Regions from separate parts of the Sus scrofa genome. Here region 2 is linked to region 1. The links are chromatin contacts, called in public Hi-C maps. All regions are on one chromosome and are shown on one strand. Each heading gives the region's core, a stretch centred on a gene start, on an enhancer-like site or on the middle of the called end of the contact. The rest is flanking DNA. Distances are from core to core; before and after follow the strand shown. Region 1 holds the start of SOX2 (SRY-box 2). Region 2 has its middle 480 kb from the start of SOX2.

Region 1 (6,272 bases), core at 2,230-4,729:
ACTAACATTAACAACACCACAAGAAAGAAATAATTTCTTGGAAACGAGAAGATGCAAACCAACGGGATGAGCTAACTTAGTGGCTGCAGCCGGTGCTTTACTCAGAGGTGGAAAGTGCAGCTGGATTCCAACTTCTCCAAAGTTGTAGCAAGTTCACACAACAAGCCCTTGAAATTGTAGGAAGGAAACCTACGCTCTTAATGCCGGATTTTAGGTTCCTGGTCCCCGTTGGTGGGGGAAGAAGAGCGAGGTAAGCAGCGAATAAAAAGAAAAGTCTCAGAATCGGTTTTACAGATTCTCTGCCTGCGCCAAAGCGTGCGCGTCGGTTGCGATACAGAAACACCGCTAATTCAAAGACCATGTCGATTCCTCAACTTTTCCGCTCCCACTGAGGACAACTATAGTCTTTCTTTACCTTTCCTAGGGCAAAAGAAAACAAATCCAACCTTGTTTCCCCACCCCTTTCCTCCTCCCCCTACTTCTCCACCACTGTAGTAAAACATGGTTAACAGATCAAAAGCACAATCATCTTCAAATGTGATTAGACCGGACAAAGTAAAATATCTACCTCAGAGTTGATTGTTTTCTTCTTTACTATGGCTGTTGCCTGGCTTCTCTTTTGCTTGTTATCAGCTGCAGAGATTATCCGATTTGGGGCTACAGGCTTGGAACCGCGCTGCCAATTTAAGAAATGGAATTCGTGGAGAGAGAGGAAAAAAGAAAATAAATAATAATAATAGTAATAATAGCCGTGATAAGTCAGGGAGATTTGCAAGACGCTCTTTGATTTCCCTCGCCCCTAAACAGAAAAATGTAAGAGAAAGTTTATGAAGTCAAGGAACAAAGAAAGCAAACCACTTATTTCTTCTCAGACAATAGCAGGGCCAGAGTAATCCAAACAACCACCCAGCAGATGAGCACTTTGCTAGTCTAGTTTGCAATTATTCCGATACAAGAAGCATCATTTTCCCTTATAACCACGTTCCAAAGGGCCATTGTGCTGTGAAGAAAATGAAAACAAAACCAGCCAACCTGGTTCTGATTTGGCTCAATACCCCATCTGCTAAGCTACATGAAAATTTTTAGAATTGACTCCTTTCTGGCAACAAGTGGCATAAATCAGTTTAAGTCCCCATCATGCTTATTCATGCTGCTTAGAAAAGGAGGGGGTGGATTTACAATATATGTCCCTCGTTTCTATTTTGGAAATGACATAAGCATTTCCATTTTTCAAGAGTACTTATTCAATTAATCATCTAGCCATTTATTTGTTGCATTTCACATTGAAACATGCTACTGGGCTAGAATACCAAGGTTTTAGGTACTTTGCTTTCTTGGCTGCGCACAGTATATTCCCCGAGGAGTTGAGTATAAACACAGTGTTATCCAAGTAAATGAAAGACTCAAGCATAATTTCAGTGTCCATATTTCAAAAATTTATTTATCTCAAACTGTGCATAATGGAGTAAAAACTTAAGTTGAAAATGTACCTGTTATAAGGATGGTATTAGTTCAAATATATACATGGATTCTCGGCAGACTGATTCAATAATACAGAGCCGAATCTTTAAAATACAACTACGGAAAATAAAAGGGGGAAAACCTTAAAATATCACAATAAATTTACAGAAATATTACAAACCATAAGAAAATATTTCAAACACAGTAATTTCATGTTGCTTTTTATCTGAACAAAATGTAAAGTTGGGAAACAAAAGCTATTATAAATTACCAACGATGTCAACCTGCTCATGGCCATTTTTGCTTTTAACAGTAAGTTTAAAAAATTTAGTACAATCTAAAACTTTTGCCCCTTTAAAGAATACCATGGAGATGGTTTTGCCCGTACTTATTCTAGTTTTTTCCTTTTGTACAATTTTTAAACAATTAAAATGTCCAAATCTGAATAATTTTCTTCTTTGCACATTTGCAACTGGCCTAAATTTCAGCTGCAGAATCAAAATTCAGCAAGAAGCCTCTCCTTGAAAAATATTGGCAAATTCTCAGCTTATAAACAATGGACATTTTGATTGCCATGTTTATCTCGATAAATACTGTACAAAAGTTGCTTGCAAATATTAAAACATTTTTTTTTCGTCGCTTGGAGACTAGCTCTAAATATTATTGGTAAAGACTTTTGCAAACTTTCTGCAAAGCTCCTACCGTATCACTAGAACTTTTAAAAAGTTTTGCGTAGTTTTCTTTCCTCCAGATCTATACAAGGTCCATTCCCTCGCCCTCCCCACCCTCCCCACCCCCTGGTTTTCTCTGTACAAAAATAGTCCCCCCAAAAGAAGTCCAAGATCTCTCATAAGTTTTCTTGCCGGCATCGCGGTTTTTTGAGTGTGGATGGGATTGGTGTTCTCTTTTGCAGATGTCATTTTTTTTTGTGGGTGATGATTTTTTTTTTTTTTAAGCGTACCGGGTTTTTCTCCATACTGTTTCTTACTCTCCTCCCATTTCCCTCTTTTTCTTTGAAAATTTTCTCCCCCCGCCCCCTCCAGTTCACTGTCCGGCCCTCACATGTGAGAGAGAGGCAGTGTACCGTTGATGGCCGTGCCGGGCACCGGGCCGCTCTGGTAGTGCTGGGACATGTGAAGTCTGCTGGGGGCGGCGGGCTCTGGCACCTCAGCGCCGGGGAGGTACATGCTGATCATGTCCCGTAGGTCCCCGGCCTGGCAGGGCGCCCTGGAGTGGGAAGAAGAGGTAACCACGGGGGGGCTGGAGCTCGCCTCGGACTTGACCACTGAGCCCATGGAACCGAGCGCCATGCCAGGGGTGCCCTGCTGCGAGTAGGACATGCTGTAGGTGGGCGAGCCGTTCATGTAGGTCTGCGAGCTGGTCATGGAGTTGTACTGCAGGGCGCTCACGTCGTAGCGGTGCATGGGCTGCATCTGAGCCGCGCTGTGCGCATTGAGGCCCGGGTGCTGCGGATAGCCCAGCTGGTCCTGCATCATGCTGTAGCTGCCGTTGCTCCAGCCATTCATGTGCGCGTAGCTGTCCATGCGCTGGTTCACGCCCGCGCCGAGGCCGGCGCCCACCCCGACCCCGCTCGCCATGCTGTTGCCTCCCGGGGCCAGCAGCCCTCCGGGCAGTGTGTACTTATCCTTCTTCATGAGCGTCTTGGTTTTCCGCCGGGGCCGGTATTTATAATCCGGGTGCTCCTTCATGTGCAGCGCTCGCAGCCGCTTGGCCTCGTCGATGAACGGCCGCTTCTCCGTCTCCGACAAAAGTTTCCACTCGGCGCCCAGCCGTTTGCTGATCTCCGAGTTGTGCATCTTGGGGTTCTCTTGGGCCATCTTGCGCCGCTGCCCTCGGGACCACACCATGAAAGCGTTCATGGGCCGCTTAACTCGGTCTGGGCTGTTCTTCTGGTTGCCGCCCGCCGCCGCAGCAGTAGAGTTGCCACCGCCGCCGCCGCCCCCTGAAGTTTGCTGCGGGCCGGGCGGCTTCAGCTCCGTCTCCATCATGTTGTACATGCGGGCGCTGTGCGCGGGCCCGGCCCGCCGGCAGCAGCCGACCCTCTGCCCGGCCGGGACTTTGGGGGGCCCGCGGGCGGGGGGAGAGGAGGAGAGGCGGGCGGGGGTGTCGGGAGCGCAGAGCTCCGCGAGGAAAATCAGACGAAGAATAATTTGGGGGAAGAAAAGAAAGGCAAACTGGAATCGGGATCAAAAAAGCGCTTCCCTCCTCTTCTGGCCGATCCTGCCGCCGCCGATGATTGTTATTATTATTTTTTGGAAAGGCTTAAGCCTGGGGCTCAAACTTCTCTCCCTTTCTTTCTCTCTCTCTTCTTTCTCTCAGTCCTAGTCTTAAAGAGGCAGCAAACTACTTTCCCCCTTTTGCAAACACTCTCTTCTCTGCCTTGACAACTCCTGATACTTTTTTGAACAAGTTAATAGACAACCATCCATGTGACGGGGGCTGTCAGGGAATAAATGGGTTTCCAGCGACCAATCAGCGCGCGGCGGCTCCTCCACTCGAGCCCAGCCTCGCGGCCGGGTTTTGCATGAAAGGGGGCGGGGCCTGCCGCGCCGCGGGCCGCGCGGGGGAGGCGAGGGGAGGCGCGGCGAAGAGGGAGGGGGAGGCGGCTCCCACAGCCAGCCTGCCAGCCACTGAGAAACCTTTGTATCCCCCCTCACAGCAACAGGTCACACCACACGCCTTTTCGAAGGAAGTGGGTAAACAGCACTAAGAGTATGATTTTTTTCTTCTTTAAGTTTAATCTTGATTTACTTTTTGGTGCGAGCTGCTGAAATGAGGCAGGGGCACGAGAAGCTGGGGTGGGGGTGGGGCAGGGCAGAGAGGGTGGCTCTGGGCGACTGTCCTACTAGTATTTCAGGAAACCGGCTGAGCTGGAGATGGTGTGTCATTGTTCTCCCACTCCTCCGCACACTTCCCCCCAACTCCAGCCGCTCCAGCTCTTCTCCCTAACCTAGCTCTTCCGGTTGCCCCTCTTCTTCCAAGGGTGTCGACATTCGCTCACCCCCTTGTCACACTGTCCCGACGAGAAGTTAAGAGACTGAAAGCTCTGTCCTCAAAATCCTCCTTGCTTCCACGTAATTTGCTCTGTTTTAAAACTAAATCCTGCTCGGACTGGAGCTGAGGCCAGGCCGGGCCTGGGTGAGCAGCCGAATCCCTGCTCTTTCCTGCCCAGTTCAGCCCTCCGGGCAGGAAACCGGGAGGTTTGCCTTCACCCCAGCCACATCTCCTACCCATCTTTTTCCACTCTGTCAGTGCAAAGGGGATGCTCGTTCTCTCTCCCCATTCTGCTGAGCCTTCCTAAAGGAGGGATCTCAGTGGTGCCGGTTTCCAAAGGGGGCTGAGGGAAGAAAGAGCAACAGAAGGACGCTCAGAAGACTAGGGGGAGGGTAATAACTTCCTGGCATCCCAGGGCACAGCTTGGAGGTGGCTTTTGAGCTTACAAACTACCTCCCACGCAGAGTTCCCCAGAATCAGCCCTGGCATTCCCCCCACTGAGTTCCACGGCTACGGCCACGGCCGCATTGCCCCTGCCGCCAGGGGCTGGGGCTGCGCTCGGAGGGGGCTCCAGGCTTGGGAGTGTTCTTCAGGCACAGGTGCAGGCCGGGCTGGCTGGAGGAAGGCGACCAGGACTGGGGAAGGGGGGAAGCCCCCTCAAGGCTCGGGCTGGAGGAGGAAGGGATGGGGGCGGGAGTAGGGGCTCAGGAATCTTGCCCTCCCAGGACCCATGAGGGTAATTTTAGCCGCTTTCCCATTGTCCCGATGTAAAGATTTCAATAGGTAGGCGCTCAATGCGCGGAGCAATGGCAGCATGTCCGTTACAAATAGGTAGTTTTGTTTCTCTTGTTGTCGCTACATGGAGTCAAACAAAGCCCCGTCTAAGTTTCCTTCCACTCTCTTGTTGGGATCTTTGTGGCTAAAATGCACTTGACTACAAAGCCGGGGGCTGGGGGGGGAGAAAAAAAAAAAACCTGATGCTATTTATTTTTTTATAAAGGGCTTAAACCATCAGGGTTACTTATTTTCTTTCTTCTGTAACCCTCTTCTCCGCCCCCCTCCTCCCCTGATCTACCCTTACTCACCCTAAGAAAATGTACTGAATAGTATCCGTAGGCCACGTTCCATTTATTATCTTTACAAACTGTGCATTGTTTTGTTCCTTACTAACCTTCCCATAACCATCCTCCCCACTCCCTCCCAACTTTTCCATTCCCTGACCTCACAGGCGTTTCAGTTCTTGTCAAACTCGATAGGTATGCTCACTGGAAACCCAGAAAAGTTGTGAAAAAGAATCTTGCAGACTTTTCTTAAAAAAATTGCTATTTCCCATCAGCCTCTCCCCCTGCAATTCTCTTTTTTGCTCTGAAGTTACTTTCGTTTGTTTTTTACTTATTAGGAACTAGGGAGGGATGAAGCTAGCCTTCTGGAAACTCATAAATATATGGTACTCTTCAAAATAAAGCAGTGTCTTCTGTTTATTCAAGGTGTAATATTAAGCTAAACATGGATCTGGAGATTAGGAAAGAGAAAAGGTTGAGTTGAGCTGGAGAAGAGAAGGCGGCCACCGGCTTTTCAGCGCGTTTGGTTTCAGGGATGTGGCTGGTGCGCCCCCTACTGGTGGATTCTCTTTTCCAAAGACTATTGCTTTTATCTTCAAAAGGTGTTTGGAAGTAATTAAAGAAAAAAAATGAGGGGGATGGGAAGAAGATCAAACTAATTACACGTAATCTAAACAAAAGAAAAGTTAACATATAAGCTATGGAATCAAATCACAAGAATCGGATTTAATTCGC
Region 2 (6,272 bases), core at 1,925-4,424, 480 kb before region 1:
CTTGGTTTATGCTGATCTACTTGCCCAATTTCTCCTTCAAAACCTCCTTAAGCTATTCTTCTCCCATACTCTTACAGTACTTTTCTCACCAAAACCATTCTTAGCACTAACTGCATCATTTTGAAATGGGATGTTATTGAGTGTTTCTCCAGTCTAGGTTCTAAGCTCCATAGAGGAAGGCTCTCCCCTATCTGGATCTCTCAGGATTTGGCTCAGAGTAGACACTCAGTAAATATTGGCCAAGCCCAATGCTTCCATGAAGCTTCCCCTGACCATGGCAGCCTATGATGCCTCCCTTCTTCCAATTTCCATCACACACACTACTCTGGATTGTGCAATTTCCTGCCTAAATTGTTCTTGACTTGGTTCATGCTCTGTCAGTCCTATTCTTGCAGTCAAATCCTCAAAGTTGGAGATCACATCATATATTCCTCTGTCACCCCACAGTGCCTAGAAGAGTTGGGTGAAGAGTAGCACAGAGCGTAATTGTAAATTGTTTGCTTTCTCATAAAGGACGGGCTGGTCACAAATTGATCTTGAACCACAGAAAACAAAGGGATTTAAAGAATTACGTGGCTCCTGACTTTCTCAGGAGTGGTATTGTGGTGTGGTGGTTAAACATGATGGCTTTTAGTTTTTGCATTGAAGTCCCATTTACTAAGGATATTTTTATAAGCCAGGCATTTTATTAAATATAGTACATATGTTAAACCATTGGATTTTATGAAAACATCATAGAATAGATAGGATATCTTTGTCCCCATTTTCCACTTGAGGAAGTTTGGTAGGTTTTGGTGACGGGCGCAATGTCACTCAGTTAGATAGAAAAGATCCAAGAGACAAATCCAGTTCTCTGAAACTCTACAGCCTATATTTGTTTTGAACATCAGAATTTAGCCTAGCCAAACACTCTCTGAGCCTTCTTTCCTGTCATTCCTTAGGTACAGCAAAGGTCCTACCACATATGTCTCCTCTCTGGTTCAGAAAACCTGAAGGAGGCTATGTTGGTTTTGGCTCTCTGGGGCTACTGAATTTCTGTGAAAAAGCCTGGATGTCCAATTCTTCTTGGGGCTGTGGAAAGCATAGAGATTCCCAAAGTAATCTGGTTTACCCAGAGTCCAAGAGTGAGCTAGGACAAGTAAGGAGGCTCCCCAAAGGTCAGTGCTAATTGGGGCAGATGCCCCAGGGGTACATAGCCCAGACTGTTCCCAAGGAGTTCAGCTGGAACCAGATTGCCTCAGGAATGGGAGTGAGGCAAACAACTGCTTGATTGTTTGAGCCCCTGCACTTGGTACCCGGTGCTGCTGCCCAGCTAAATGTAGGCCAACAGGATTTCTGAAAACTGTTTGCAAAGCTGAATGCAACACTTCCTTCATTTGCATTTAAAAAATAAACTCGGCCTTGAAATGGGCATTAGCCAAGCCCTTCTTGAAAATTGAGAGTGAGTGTGATGGAATAGATCTCAGTTCCCCAAAAGCTTCTCTCCCCAGTTCACATGCAAGCAGAGGTGGTTTTATTTTGTAAGTCTCTCTCTCCATTAAACTCTAGCTCAAGCCCTTGAGCAATGAGTTGCTACCTTTCTTCTGAGGTGAAATCATCTTTATCAAGTAGTACTATAACTTTTCTCTATCATTACCATTAAGACCCTTCATCTTGCACAGTGTTTATAATCATCTGTGGGATGGACATTGGGGATTGGGGACATTAGGGTCCCCCTGATTCCCCTCTTGCTATCACAGTGAAAAGGTTTAGTGTCAGAAACGGCTGATACTAAACCTGGCTGGTCCATCTGCTACTGCCCTCTCATTCCTGAGCCCCCCACACTATGTTGTCAAATGAGAGTTTGGGGCAACATTTATTGGCTTTTGGAGAAAGTGGTTGCTTCTCTATTACTAGTCTTTTGTATCTCTTGCATTAGATCTGATCTAAAAAATAATATTAATATGCTAATAATAAAATATAAACTTGGAAAATCTAATCCTCTCATAATATTCCCACTTTTCAAAATTCAAACTCATATAACATAATGGCATAAAGGGTGTAGCATTCTGGATCTCATTGATTTTATCTCAGGGGAAAATATATCTGCATACAGAATGGGTTAATACATATAAATTAAGGTTTCTAAATGAGTTTTGAAGACTATCTCCATCTCTTTTTTCCTCCTTCTGGACTTCACTCACACAGTTGTTTCCTTAGGCATCAAAGATTTCACCACTGCTGTGAGTGTTCTCTGTGGGAGCATGTGGCCGAAATGGACAATACATAAACAACATGTGGCCAGTGTACTTATAAATAAAATCACAGGGACAATTTTCAAAATATGTTTTTTCTCTGAACTTAAAAATTTTCCTTCCTTTTTAAACTTGCATTTATCATCCTGTAGAATGGAGTTTTTAAAGGAAGTAATAGGTAGAGATATCTCTTACATATTCTTGCCTTAGATGACTAAACAAAATTAAATTTCACTGATTTGAATGCAGTTTTGGGTTGTATTTGCATGTTTGTTTGGTGATGTTATTTATAAAAAACCATGACTGTTGGAATAACTGCTGGAGGCAAAGGGGGTGGGGTGACCTCTCTGGAGAAGTTTGATTTGTTTTCTGTGTCTGTAATCAAATTACTTATAAATGATATGCCATGTTGTATAATGTTTGCAATTTTGCTGTCAGAAACACATATATATGCTTTGCGGTTGAATTCACTGAGGCTTCATTTTAAATCATGTAGGTCTCTGAGCCATTTCCACCAAAATGTGGTAAAATGCATAAGTTGGCAATTCAGTTTTATTCAGCCTTTCAAGAAGGAAGGCCCAGATAAGCTTTGCTTGTTCACGTCAGTGATAATATTCATCAGTGAGGCCTAAATCTAATTCTGTGGGCTTGCTACTGCTTTGTTGTACTGTCATTTCTGAACCTCAGTCTTCACTCTCGCTCTCTCTCTCTCTTTCTCCTTCTCCCTCTCTTTTTTAATCACGGCAAAAAGTTTCTTAAGAGCTTAACTTACGGCCAAGTGCCGGCTCCCCCATTTAATTTGTCCTGCTTCCCCACAGCACTTGTACTTTATGTTCAGGCAGAGGTGAGGTCAGTTCTCAGGGCCTGGCTCTCTGGACACCCTCAATGATGACCTCATTAGAGTCACAGATGTTTGCTGCACTTTGGGAGATCTGGAAAAAACAGAGCAGTAAACTAGGCCAGCTTGCAGTAAGGCTGTTACCCACAATTCAAGATAAAATGCTGGATAGTTCCCACTAGGTTCTGGTCGGCTAGGAAACGGCAACTTATTAATCTTGTGTCAGAGAGCCAGCTGCAGCCGTGGCAGTTACCATATTTCACCACCAACTCCATGTCTGGACAGCCATTGTCTTTTTTTTATGAAAAAACTCTACAAATCAGCTGCGTTCTCTCTCTCCCTCTCCCTCTTCATTCCCCCTTTAACTCAGCAAAGCCCCCACTCGTCCTCCTTGGAGAAACAGCACTCCAGCCCTGATAGAGTTCGGGTGCGTCGTCCATCCTGTGGTTGGTTTACTAATTCAGAGAGACTGCTTACTTTCCAACTTTAATGATATTCCCTCAGCATATCACTTTGGTTGCCTGGCGACCGGATTTGAGCTAGGCCTCTCATTTGATTCCCACACATCAGACCCTGAAAAGCACTTTTTTTTCCCGTCCCTCAGCTTTTGATTCTTTCTGCTCTGAAACCCTTCCCCTGCGGTGTCAGTATGGGTGGGCAGAGCGGGGTAGAGGAGGGCAAGGGTGAAGCGCGGCCTGTGGCGCCCTGGTCACACATCAAGGCCTCCAAACAAAGCCTCCAGGAACCCTTCCTGACAAACACAAATTCCCCTCAGAAAAAGCAAATTTGGCTTTCCCTTCATAGTGTGGGTGTCATTTTAAGACTTTCCTTAGATACTTTATTAAATCTGATGCTTTTCATTGTTTTTCATGCCGTTTCTCACAAAGACTTCCTATTATCAACAAGTTGCTATAGGAATAAGCAAACAGATTCAGTGAAGAACTGAAATCATCTAATAAATTTGAGCCTGTCACCCATGTCCTTATAGGTTTTAATATTATCATGTATATGGTAGTATAAGAATTGCCTGTCTTAATTTTACTGTAATGTGCCCCTTTTCCCACAGTGAAGAACATTTTATGCTAAAATCTTCATGCTAAAATCCAAAGTGCTATTGCATAAGAAAATGGAAGATTTGTCTTTTTGGGTCTTTTTAAAGAAAAATAGAGATGCTTACATCCATTGTTTGAAAAGGCTCAAGTGAGAAAAATTATAATGAGCATGTACAATATGTGTGTCTTGTGATTGAGGCTGCTAAAAAAAAAAAGGAAAAGAAGAAAGTAAAAGAAAAATTCATATGAAGTGCATTTGAGTTTTCCTGTAGTGTTATTTCAGTTGTTTAAATGAAAATTTGTGTGTTGTGATTGTGTCCTCAAAATAGCACAATAACAAAAACGGTTGGAGCACTTAATAAGTTAGTTTTACTGACTAGAGTTAATGCATACATCTTTACATGTGGATTTCAAATATATATGTATCTATACACATAGACATATATTTGTAGATGGCTCTTGAGATATTAAAATCTCCATACTCATGTCTTTTTTGATGATCAGTCTATTGTAAAATGTAGTCCAAATATTCTTGTTAGAGTTTATTTTCTCACAGATCCCTGAAAGATTTGCTCATGTAACTCCCATTCTCGTGTGCAAATCCCCTGTGTATTGACGGGAGAATGAACTTCTAATTCCACACTGAAAGTAGAGCTGAAAGTAGGATTCTTAACCTTTACTCTCTTGTTGTTGAACTTATATGAGGCTAACAAAAAGTTCTTTACCCTTTTCTAGCAATGATTAAAAATGTGTACAAAGTTACTGCTTTTCTACTAACACTTTTTTGGATTCCTCTCCACACACTCACCTCCATACTGCCCTCCATTTTCTGTACTCACGGCATCTACTACCTGCTATGTGATTACTTAGTTACTAAGAGGTTGAGGGAGTCAGTTTCTTACTGTACATTCCTACATGCCAAAAAGGAATGTTTTCAGATTAGTGTTAAAGCTTCATTTTTCTTCTGTTCAAAGTTGTAATTAATACATTATTTGCATTTTAGCTGTGCAGATGGGCAAACCAGATATCTATTTATAAATTCAATTGATTCAGTTATTGTAATATTTGGTAGCTTTATACTTCATGTATGCCAAGAATATTCTGGTTTTTTAAAATTGCATGATATGCATGCATATATATATGCATATACATATATATATGCATATACATATGCATATACATATATGCCAGCAGATATTGAATGAGTGCTATATAAAATATTTCACTGGTAAAAGCTACTAATAAAATGAGATAACCAGGCTCCCTTCTATTTTATTTTTTTTCTTTCTGAATTGAATGTTTGGCAATCAGACCAAGAAGACAAAACTCAATATAAAAATATATTCAATATAAAAATTCAGAACACCACACTAATGCCAGCATCTCATATTTAGGCTGTGATTAAGGAGGCAGAGGGTCAAGTGGAAGAGAAAACCTGAATGTTTTCAGGGAGCTGGCAGAGTGGGGGAAGATTTGGATACTCAGGGCAGAGTAAATGTAATAACTTAAATACCTGTGAAGAATATCTCAAATATACTTAGCAAAAAAAAAAAAAAAAGTTTGAAACCCCCAATAAAGAGCTGACCTTAGTGACAAATTAATACTAGAAAATCAATGTTGTGGTCTTTCTTGTAATGCAAAAAATTACAGTTGTTATTCTATTTGTTCTTTTCTCTACTTTCTCTCTCTTTGGATCTAAAATAGAAATTAAAAAAACAAAACAAAACAGGAACACCTTAAGAAAGGATTTCCTTTAAAATATTTTCAGTCTTGCAAATATCAAGTTTCTAAAAATCCTGTGATGGAAACCTGATAATTTCAAGTTCCTTTTCAGAATGTAGACCACTGGAGAGGCATGCACTTTTGGATGCTTGCCTAAATTGTTTTGTCTGCAATTCTCACCACTAATAGCAACTCACCTAGGCTGTAGAACTGTCCTCTGAGTCTAAAGACCCTTGTATGTTCAAAAGGAATAGAGAACATTAATCGAGAATAGGTGGTGTTTTCACTCTTTTTCTCAGTAGAGGACACAACTATCAAGTCTGAGTTTGGAAAAATAAAGGCATATTGATCTTGTTAATGAATGGATAGCCATCAGAACCTAGAATTATTGTGTAGTTATTTTAATGGTGACAGAACGTGCATTTG

The links. A called contact is a pair of places that touch in the nucleus more often than the background predicts.
Region 2: a contact with region 1 is called in a Hi-C map of brain, with 13 times the contacts expected there. The contact joins the enhancer-like site here to the promoter of SOX2 in region 1. A contact is called at or near these places in 1 of 5 promoter capture datasets (liver), 19 of 47 Hi-C or Micro-C datasets (adipocytes, brain, embryonic fibroblasts and 12 more) and 1 of 2 datasets of contacts at active chromatin or transcription factors (skeletal muscle).

The regions. Positions count from the first base shown.
Region 1 is chr13:119,665,683-119,671,954 of Sscrofa11.1, reverse strand. SOX2 (SRY-box 2) reads right to left here and starts at 3,479. Exons shown (of 1, transcript NM_001123197.1): 1 at 2,520-3,479. The coding sequence starts at 3,479. The coding sequence ends at 2,520.
Region 2 is chr13:120,144,398-120,150,669 of Sscrofa11.1, reverse strand. No RefSeq gene overlaps it. Among named protein-coding and RNA genes, the nearest start is that of SOX2, 480 kb to the right of the region's middle. Within about 2 kb of position 3,174, at least 12 of the 83 cell types and tissues checked have an H3K27ac peak or open chromatin away from gene starts, as enhancers often do. A contact at or near this core is called in brain, where this site is marked.